2 separate regions of the Sus scrofa genome follow, and region 1 is linked to region 2. Evidence: chromatin contacts called from public HiChIP or PLAC-seq data. All regions are on one chromosome and are shown on one strand. Each heading gives the region's core, a stretch centred on a gene start, on an enhancer-like site or on the middle of the called end of the contact. The rest is flanking DNA. Distances are from core to core; before and after follow the strand shown.

Region 1 (4,816 bases), core at 69-2,568, 180 kb after region 2:
CCCCACAAACCGGACGGTCCAAACAAAACACGGGTTTAAACCGTCATGGCTGAGTTCTTTGTTTTTAACTTTGAGCTTTGACCTTGAGGCAGGGGAAGGAAGGGTCCCCTCCAGCACCGGCTTCCAGAGGGAAAGTGGCCCTTTCTGGAATGCAGAGCCCAGCCCTGCCCCAGCTAGGGACTGCAGCTGTGCATTGTTAATTATTATTATTACTATTGAAAACACAGCTAAAACAAAAAAAAAAAAGGGGGGGGGGTTGCCTTCATGGTTCTCTTCCTGTTTGGTTTGGGGAAAACCCTAAAAGGTAGCTTCCAGAGAACAAGCCATCTTAAGAGCTACTTCTCCAGTTCCCAGGAAATCAAAGTTGGATGGTTTCTTGGCATGAAAATAGGCGGCATTTCAGAGCTGATTGGATTCCCCATTTTTCCACATCTCCTCGTTCTCTAAGGATGTCTGGGACTGTTTCAAAGGTTCTCAAAATGTCTGGGGCTTGACTCTGTGTAGCATCATCAGGCAGGAGGCCAGGGCTTCCACACTCAGGTTCAAGTCGGTGCCAGAGATCCCGGGTCCAGGCTGAGGAAACACCAAACCTGCCCTCTCGTGCTTGGCAGGAGCTGAGCTTTCAAAGCACAGAGATAACGCAGGGGTGCGGCTCACCGCAGCTTGTGGTGGCCTGGATTGGATTCCTGGTAGAGCAGGAACAAGCCTGCACAAAACTGTACGTGATGGTGGCAGATGCACCAGATTAGGGGTCAGGAATTATCTGTTCTACCTTTTGCTCTTTCACTATCTGTGTGATCTTGGACAGATTACTTGCCCTCTCTGAGCCCTGTTTCCTCCTCTGTAAAACGAAGGCCCTTTAACAATGATCCCAGTACCTTGGTGTCAGGTACTGTGCTGGGCCTTTAAATTCCCTCTAAGCCTTGAGACAATGCTAAGGCAGTATTGTTGCCCCTGCATTAAAGATGAGGAGACCAGCTCAGAGAGGTTGATTAACTTGCCCAAAGCCACAAGAGGAGGTGGCTGGGGCTCAGGCACAACTCTGGTTCTGAAGGCTGCTGCCTCCTCCTGAGATCACAGCCCAGAGGGAGACGTGCAAGCCAAGTCTTTTCCAACCCAAATATTTGAGTAGTTTTTCCCCGAAACTGCTGCAGCTCAGGTCCCAGCTTGTTTGGGCAATGCAGCGAGTGGTTTGGGGAAGCTGATAAATACCTTCCTTAAATTAAACCTAGAAGTTTCTCATGGAACAGCATAGGTGACTCATCATTCTGCTAGAGAACTTGTCTTCTACGTGCTCAGGGGTCCTCCCCTTCCTGCCACGAGGCGTCTCGGGGCGTTGCCACACCTGCACTCACCTCCAGGACAGACCTCGGTACTGAGTCAAGACGTCCAGGACGTTCCCAGGCCTGGACCCGGCCCCGTTACCTGCCTGAGAGGGAACAACAGGGGGTTGAGTTCCCCGCCCACCAGAGTGCCCCTGTTCTTGTCCCAGCTGGGCTGGAACGCCTGGCACTTTAGAATCAAGAGTTGTGACAGTACCACGTCTTGACGTGCATCCTGCCTCATCAGAAATGAGCTTGAACTCCTGCCCAGACCAGGATCAGGTGACAGAAGTGTCTAGGCTAGTGATCCAGGCTGGCAGAAGTGCTCTGAAAATTAGACGGCAGTGTACAGTTTTCCAAAGGCCATGTTTCAGGGCACAATCCTCCCCTCCCCCCTTTTTGTCTTTTTACAGCCACACCTGCAGCCTATGGAAGTTCCTAGGCTCGGGGTCAGAGTGGAGCTACGGCTACCAGCCTACGCCACAGCCATGGCAATGCCAGATCCGAGCCACGACTTCGACCTACACCACAGCTCAAGGCAATGCCGGATCCTTAACCCACTGAGCAAGGCCCAGGATCGAACCCGAATCTTCATGGATACTAGCCAGGTTTTTAACCCACTGAGCCCCAATGGGAACTCCCTACAATCCACCCCTTCTTTAAAAAGTTGTGCACTTGGAGTTCCTGTTGTGGCTCAGTGGTTAATGAATCCGACTAGGAACCATGAGGTTGCAGGTTCTACCCCGGGCCTTGGTCAGTGGGTTAAGGATCTGGCTTTGCCGTGAGCTGTGGTGTAGTTTGCAGATGTGGCTCGGATCCCCAGTTGCTGTGCCTGTGGCGTGGGCCGGCGGCTATGGCTCTGATTCAACCCCTAGCCTGGGAACCTACATGTGCCACAGGAGCGGCTCAAGAAATGGCAAAAAAAGACAATAAATAAAAAAAGAAAAAGTTGTGCACCATATCATAAAGTCAAGTATTTTGCAATCCTTTGATACGAATCAAAGCTTCTCCTATTAACCAAACTCTCCTCCTCTCCTGGCCCTTCCTTCTCCCACCAGCAACTCACCGTGATTGAGTCACCCAGGGCTCCGATGACCTTGATGTCAGCCAGCTTCAGTCTGTGAACTGAGAAGGAAAACACAGATGAGCACAAGTTGGGCTTCCTGTCTCTTCTGAAAACAAAGGAGCAACTTCCAGCAAAACTGCGACAAAGTCCATTTTTCAAAGCAATTCAGTTTGGACCACACCATGAAAAGCCCATCCTTATCCAAAAGCTCAGCAGTAGCAGCCGTGGAGTCTGCCAGCCAGTCTCCCCCTTGGGCACGTGGACTCAGGGCTGGGGAGCTGGAAGGTGGCCCTGGTGTGTGGGGGGGACCTGATGCCACGGTGGGCAGTTACCCTCAGGGCGTGAAGCAGTCCCAGGCAACGTGAGCTGGGGCTAAGGTGAGGGGTGTGGTGGAGGTGAAACCCACTACTTCATCTATTCTAGGCTCTGTTGCTCTTTGGAATAAAATATCATCTTAGAAAAAAATCAGAGCAGTTTTTCTAAAGTGAAAAGGGAAATGCCTTTATACCACTGGCTATTTTTTTTTTTAATCAAGGTGAAGTTCACCTAACATAAAACTCACAACTTTTTTTTTTTTTTGTCTTTTTGTCTTTTTTGTTGTTGTTGTTGCTATTTCTTGGGCCGCTCCCGCGGCATATGGAGGTTCCCAGGCTAGGGGTTGAATCGGACCTGTAGCCACCGGCCTTCGCCAGAGCCACAGCAACGCGGGATCCGAGCCGCGTCTGCAACCTACACCACAGCTCACGGCAACGCCGGATCGTTAGCCCACTGAGCAAGGGCAGGGACCGAACCCGCAACCTCATGGTTCCTAGTCGGATTCGTTAACCACTGCGCCACGACGGGAACTCCAAAACTCACGATTTTAAAGTCAACCATTCAGTGGCATTGGGTAAACTCTCCGTGTTGTGGAACCATGGCCCGTGGCTCGTTCTAAAACATATTGATGAGCCCCAAAGGAGACGTGCACCCACTAAGCAGTCACTCCTCACCCCCATCCTCTGCCCGTGACGGTCACTGCTTTCTGGCTATGGATTTACCCATTCTCAACATTTCATATCAAGAGAGATGATTTACCCCCAGGGCTGTGGGTGGCAGTGGTGGTAGGGGTTGGTGGTTCAGAGTAGGCTTCATAGAGGAAATAGTGTTTGAACTCAGGATAGGATGAGATAAAGATGAAGGAGAATGAGGCAGGTGATGGAGAAAGAAGCATAAGGAGGGGTGTGGCATGGCAGAGCCCTTGACATCCAGAGTCGTACAGTGTGACTTATGCGAAGGGCGCGGGAAAGAGACTAACAAAAAATAACCTTGGAGAAGAACGTTAGGGCCACGGGCCTTTTGTGCCTGGCTGACAGGTTAGGAGGTTAACGTGAATATCACCATATATACACGCGCGTACCCATACACCAATCCTCTGTCTACTCCTTTGCTTGAGACACCTATAGGCATGAATGCAAGGGCATCTTGGGAACCACACTTAAATTCCTTACTGCACTTGTGGCTCCATCCTCTCAAATCACGAACTCACCTCCTACTCCCCCCCGCCCCGTATCTCCCAGTCCCCCAGAATACCCCTCCCAAGTCACCCTGACTTTTTTTTTATGACTGCACCTGCAGCATATAGAAGCTCTCAGGCCAAGGACTGAATCCAAGCTGCAGCTGCCAACCTACACTGCAGCTGCGGCAACACCAGACCCTTTAACCCACTGCACCTGGCAGGGGATTAAAGCCACGCCTCTGCAGTGACCTGAGCCAGTGCAGCTGGATTCTTAACCCACTGTGTCGGAGTGGGAACTCCATCACCCCGATTTTGATACAGCTCCATCTTTCCTCAGATGTGCCTTCCATGGGCTCTAGTGGTGCCGTGCTAATTTGTCAATTACCTCTCAGTCTTGAAAGAAGCCTAATGTAGCATTTGTACCAGGAGGTGGCCTGCTACTCCAGTGGGGAAAGAAGCCCATCAGTTCAGTAGGGCCACTGCTTAAGATGGATAGACTGAAATCTGTCTGCAAGGAGACGCTCTCATCGGCCCTTCGTTGCCAAGTTGCTCTATACATTGGGCAGTGAAACCAGAGAACAAGATGCTTTTGACCCAGCTGGACTGCATATAGCCTACTTGACCCATCCACATGCAAGTCAGGCTACATAATGACACCTGCTTGGGAAGCTGTGCAATGTTCAAAGGGATTCCCCCCCCCACCGGCCGCCGCCCCCGTTGTCTCCCTCCACAGAGACATCTCGTCTACCTGACTTCCATGCGGTCTGCACATGGGGACCTGCCAGCCCCACTGGGGATTTGCTCTCATTGGAAAAGTAAAAGTCCCTGCCTCTTCCCCGCGACAGCATGCAATCCACCGCATACATAGCTGTGAGTGTGTGTATGCAGAATATAGAGATTAGGTCTTTCAGTGTGAGCACGCATCAGAATCAT
Region 2 (4,393 bases), core at 269-2,768:
TTGGATGTGATTTTAAATGGTATTGTTTTTTGGCATTCCCATTGTGACTCAGTGGAAACAAACCCAACTAGTATCCATGAGGATGTGGGTTCTATCCCTGGCCTCGCTCAGTGGATTAAGGATCCTGCATTGCCACAATCTGGTGTGGGTCATAGATGCAACTCAGATCTGAAGTTGCTGTGGCTGTGGTGTAGGACAGCAACTGTAGCCCCAGTTGACCCCTAGCCTGGGAACTTCTGTATACCCTAGGCATGGCCCTAAAATAAATAAATAAATAAATAAATAAATAAATAAATAATAAATGGTATTGTTTTTATTTTCTGATATTTCATTGTTAGTGTAAAGAAGTGCAACATATTTCTGTATATTAATCTTATATCTTGCTTCCTTGCTGATTTCATCTATTAGTTCTAATAGTTTTTCTGTGAAGTTTTTAGAGTTTTTTATATAGGGTATCAGATCATCTGCAGAGAATGACAATTTTACCTCTTCCCTTCCAATTTGGATACCTTTTATTTCTTTTTCCTGTCTGATTGATGTGGCCAGACTTCCAATACTATTACAACTCAATTTTAAGTGTTATACTTAAGGAGTCCCATTGCAGAACTATTTAGGTTGCAGTGCTTCAAAAATTCCCTGAGTGGTTTTGCTGCTGAATCAGCGAAACCTGAAGAATTACCTTCACTTAACCTCTTCCTCCTGTTATGCCCATCTAAAATGCAGGAATGACTAGTGTAATTATCCATGTCACAGGGATGTTTTGAGGCTTAATTAGTGGTTATAACCCACTCTGAAGTATTCAGATGAAGAAAGAAATAGGAATGGCGCTGTTCTAAGTTCTGCTTACGAACTCTGACAAGTTACCAAACGTGGTATGTTGTACTCTACTTCCAAATGTACCAGCACAGTATGGTGCCTCCAAGATTCCATCTGATTTAATTAGAATTACCATCACTCACCAAATGCTAGTCAAGAGGATTCTATTCCTACATTATGTTCATTTTTTTAAAGGGAAGGTATCAATATAAGGGTAGTTCATAACAAGGACAACATTTAAAGAAATGACTTTAAACAGCTTGGTATGTTGCTATTGTCAGGAGACAGAACTTTTAGCCCCAAACTAAGATGCAACCTGGCTTTCAAAGCAGGGGCACCGATGTGCCAAATTCTGAGATCAAAAGTAAGCTTCAAGTCAAACCCTGTGAGTGCCATTAGAAACCTTCCCCAAAATAAATCCATTCTGCTGCATGATTCAGAAATGTCTTAAGATACCATCTTTTCCATCCTCAAGAAGCAGAAACCCTGAAATGTCAGCAATGAAAAACAATCTGGAGATGCTACTAAGACTCTGTCAAGGGTATAGTCTCCCTTCCTGGAGTAACCAATCAGCGTGGTTTTGCTTAACTTAAAAGAAAATCAAATCTGTGAGCAAACATGAATGTGGTGGGCTGAATAATGACAATGAATGTGATGGCAATGATAGTGGTGATAATAATGACAGCAAGCAGATGCTGAGGGCTTACTAGGTGCCAGACATGCCAGTGACTCATTTCATCCCTGCAATAGCCCTGGAAGATAAGACCTATTATTATCCCTGTTTTACAGACAAATAAACTAAGGCTTGGAGAAGTTAAGTAACTAATTTGCCTAAGGTTGTATAGCTTAGCAGCCAGGAGTGGCTTTCCACACATTGATGTGCTTATGGTTTCCCCGGAAAATAATTTAGTCAATATTCTCCGTCCAAAACCACAGATCCTGACTCAGAAGTGTGGGATGGAGCCTGGAAAAATACATTTTAAAATAAATACTCAAGGAATATTTGCTGTAGGTGGCCTTCATTTGGAAATCAGTGGCCCAGTTCTAGAAAAAAGAAGAAGCTGGGAGTAAAAATTTGCCAGTGTTTCTCCAGGACTGACCTTTCCTGTCCAGCTGCATAGTAGATCATGTGCCCAGCTGGGACTGTGTGTTCTTGCAATGAAAAACGACTCTTAATGAATGTAGCCTTTCAAGACATCCAACTTGATTTGTTCAGCTTCCATATTTAACATTTAATCATCTAACTTTAATTTGATTTATTAAATTGATTTTCCTATGAGGAAGAGTGTGTGCTGATCAACAACATGAATTTCAGTCGGTAGTTATAACTCTCATAGGTAATGAATAAAAGGCATTGTACTTTATTAATTAGTCTATTATAACTCTGATTAATGTGAATCAATTCCTCAGAGCCAGCTCTCTCCCGATTGAACTAAAAACAATGAGTTTATGAACCTGCAAACTTCAGGGCCGACATACATTTTGAAGCCTGATTTATCCTTTCCTTAGTATCACTGAGCTAGAAGACACATTTTGAAACCCAGAATCCTGACACCTCCATCCTTCTGAAGGGGTAGGTTTGTCAACTTTAATAAAACAATCCAAAAAAAGTCATTCATTTAGGTCCTACTCTTCCACCCTTGGCTTTTAAACACCTGTGACCTCGGAGATACTGAGGGGCATAGAGGTGAATTTTTAACGTCCTTGCCCTTGTGCTCTTCTCTGATGTCATTTGCTTGATTTGGAACACGGTATTACCTGGTAAATCTGGAAGAGACTTACAGATGACTTTGGCCAGAGACAATGCTATGGAGACTGAACCAACCCATATTACACACCCACCTTTCCATATTATATATATTTAAAACAGAGCAAACACGTAAGGCATGGTAAAGCAGTTCTAGTTTCCACAGTTCAGGTAAATGAAGAAATTATCAAGGAATTTACCTCTGCACACATCCCATGCTATGCTCTGGATGGAAGATCTGGTTTTTTTTTTTTTTTTTTTTTTTGTCTCTTTAGCTATTTCTTGGGCCGCTCCCACGGCATATGGAGGTTCCCAGGCTAGGGGTCGAATCTGAGCTGTAGCCACCGGCCTACGCCAGAGCCACAGCAACGCAGGATCCGAGCCGCGTCTGCAACCTACACCACAGGTCACGGCGACGCCGGATCGTTAACCCACTGAGCAAGGGCAGGGATCGAACCCACAACCTCATGGTTCCTAGTCGGATTCGTTAACCACTGCGCCACGATGGGAACTCCCGGAAGATCTGTTCTTATTCCCATTCTCCTCCTTGCTGACCACCCTCTGGCCTTCTTTTGTCTCCCAAGCTCACCAAGCCAGCTCCTCCTTAGGGGCCTTATCCCAGGCCTCCTCTACCTGTAATGTTCTTTGCCCTCATTTCCCAATAATTGGCACGGACTTTTCATTCAGGTCTCAGCTTACCCTGATGACTCCCATCTCTATTATATTATTCAATTCTGTTTTCTGTAGAGCACTTATCAGCTGCTGATATTTATCTTTCTTTATTTTTTAATAGTCTGTCTCTTTCAACTAGAATGTGAGCCCCACTAGGTCAAGAATCATCTGTTATGTCATATTTTCACTTTCGTATCTGCAGTGCTCCCAAAATATGCCTGACACAGGAGAGCTGTTGGGGAGGCAAGAAAGAAAGACAGTGGAGAAATACATTTCTGATCTGAGGTTGATTCTGATTGTCAGAGGCATCCAACTAGCTATTTCTTTGCTTAAGAGCCAAATATTTTTATCCACCTCCTTTGAAAACAAACCAGAGATTTAAAAGATATGTTGAGTTCATTGCTTAAGACTATTTAATAGTAGTCAAAAACCAGATGAGTTACACTGAGAGTCTTTACTAGGTATTTGTCATCATTAGCTCAGTCTAATAAGTTATTACAAAATGAAATTAGGAAAAACTGCTTAAATGCCTGAATTTAGGTAGTTAAGTTTTAAAGTATAATAAAAACAGTTATACTGAAGGTTTTCTTTTCAAAGAGCTCAAAAATGCCTTTGTTGGCAGTAAATGGGGTAATGGCTTCCAAAGAAACCTGGAAGTAGGAAATGAACTTGCCTGTTGAGAGTTAAATGGGACACACACACACACACACACACACACACATCATGATATGTAAGTCAAGGAGTAAACTGATAGATAACCAGTGTGTAACTGGGGACTTTAGAAACACCTACACATTCTGCTAAGGCGACCCCAGAGGTAATTGCAGGATGGTGAGCACCAGAATGTGACTGTTAGTTTAACAAGCATAAAGCAATCAATTGTTTGGAGAAAGCCCGGATGGACAGAGGTGGAGGGCAGAGGTGCAGTCAGCCTATAGCTTGGAAAACCCAAGCCTAAGAAGCCAGAAGTTGGTGGCAGCTTCCTAAATACTGTCCAGAGGAGAAGGAGCCTTGGCCAAGGACCTGAGCTCTTAGGTCTCTGTGGTAAATATATCCTTTGACAAACCATTTCCCTACTTCTACGTATTCAGATTTGATGCTCTAAATACAGAATTTTTTTTTTTTTTTTTTTTTGTCTTTTGTTGTTGTTGCTATTTC

Evidence for each region. HiChIP or PLAC-seq counts read pairs in DNA pulled down with a chosen protein or histone mark.
Region 1: an H3K27ac HiChIP or PLAC-seq map of skeletal muscle shows a contact between it and region 2. The contact joins two enhancer-like sites. A contact is called at or near these places in 2 of 47 Hi-C or Micro-C datasets (retroperitoneal adipose tissue and skeletal muscle) and 1 of 2 datasets of contacts at active chromatin or transcription factors (skeletal muscle).

Annotation. Positions count from the first base shown.
Region 1 is chr3:110,672,008-110,676,823 of Sscrofa11.1, forward strand. It overlaps PLB1 (phospholipase B1, membrane-associated), which reads right to left. Exons shown (of 59, transcript XM_021087673.1): 19 at 2,389-2,447; 20 at 1,356-1,429. Among named protein-coding and RNA genes, the nearest start is that of PLB1, 67 kb to the right of the region's middle. Within about 2 kb of position 1,319, at least 4 of the 83 cell types and tissues checked have an H3K27ac peak or open chromatin away from gene starts, as enhancers often do. A contact at or near this core is called in skeletal muscle, where this site is marked.
Region 2 is chr3:110,493,048-110,497,440 of Sscrofa11.1, forward strand. The region is part of intron 2 of LOC106509865 (a long non-coding RNA gene); the gene reads left to right. Among named protein-coding and RNA genes, the nearest start is that of PPP1CB, 21 kb to the left of the region's middle. Within about 2 kb of position 1,519, at least 1 of the 83 cell types and tissues checked has an H3K27ac peak or open chromatin away from gene starts, as enhancers often do. A contact at or near this core is called in skeletal muscle, where this site is marked.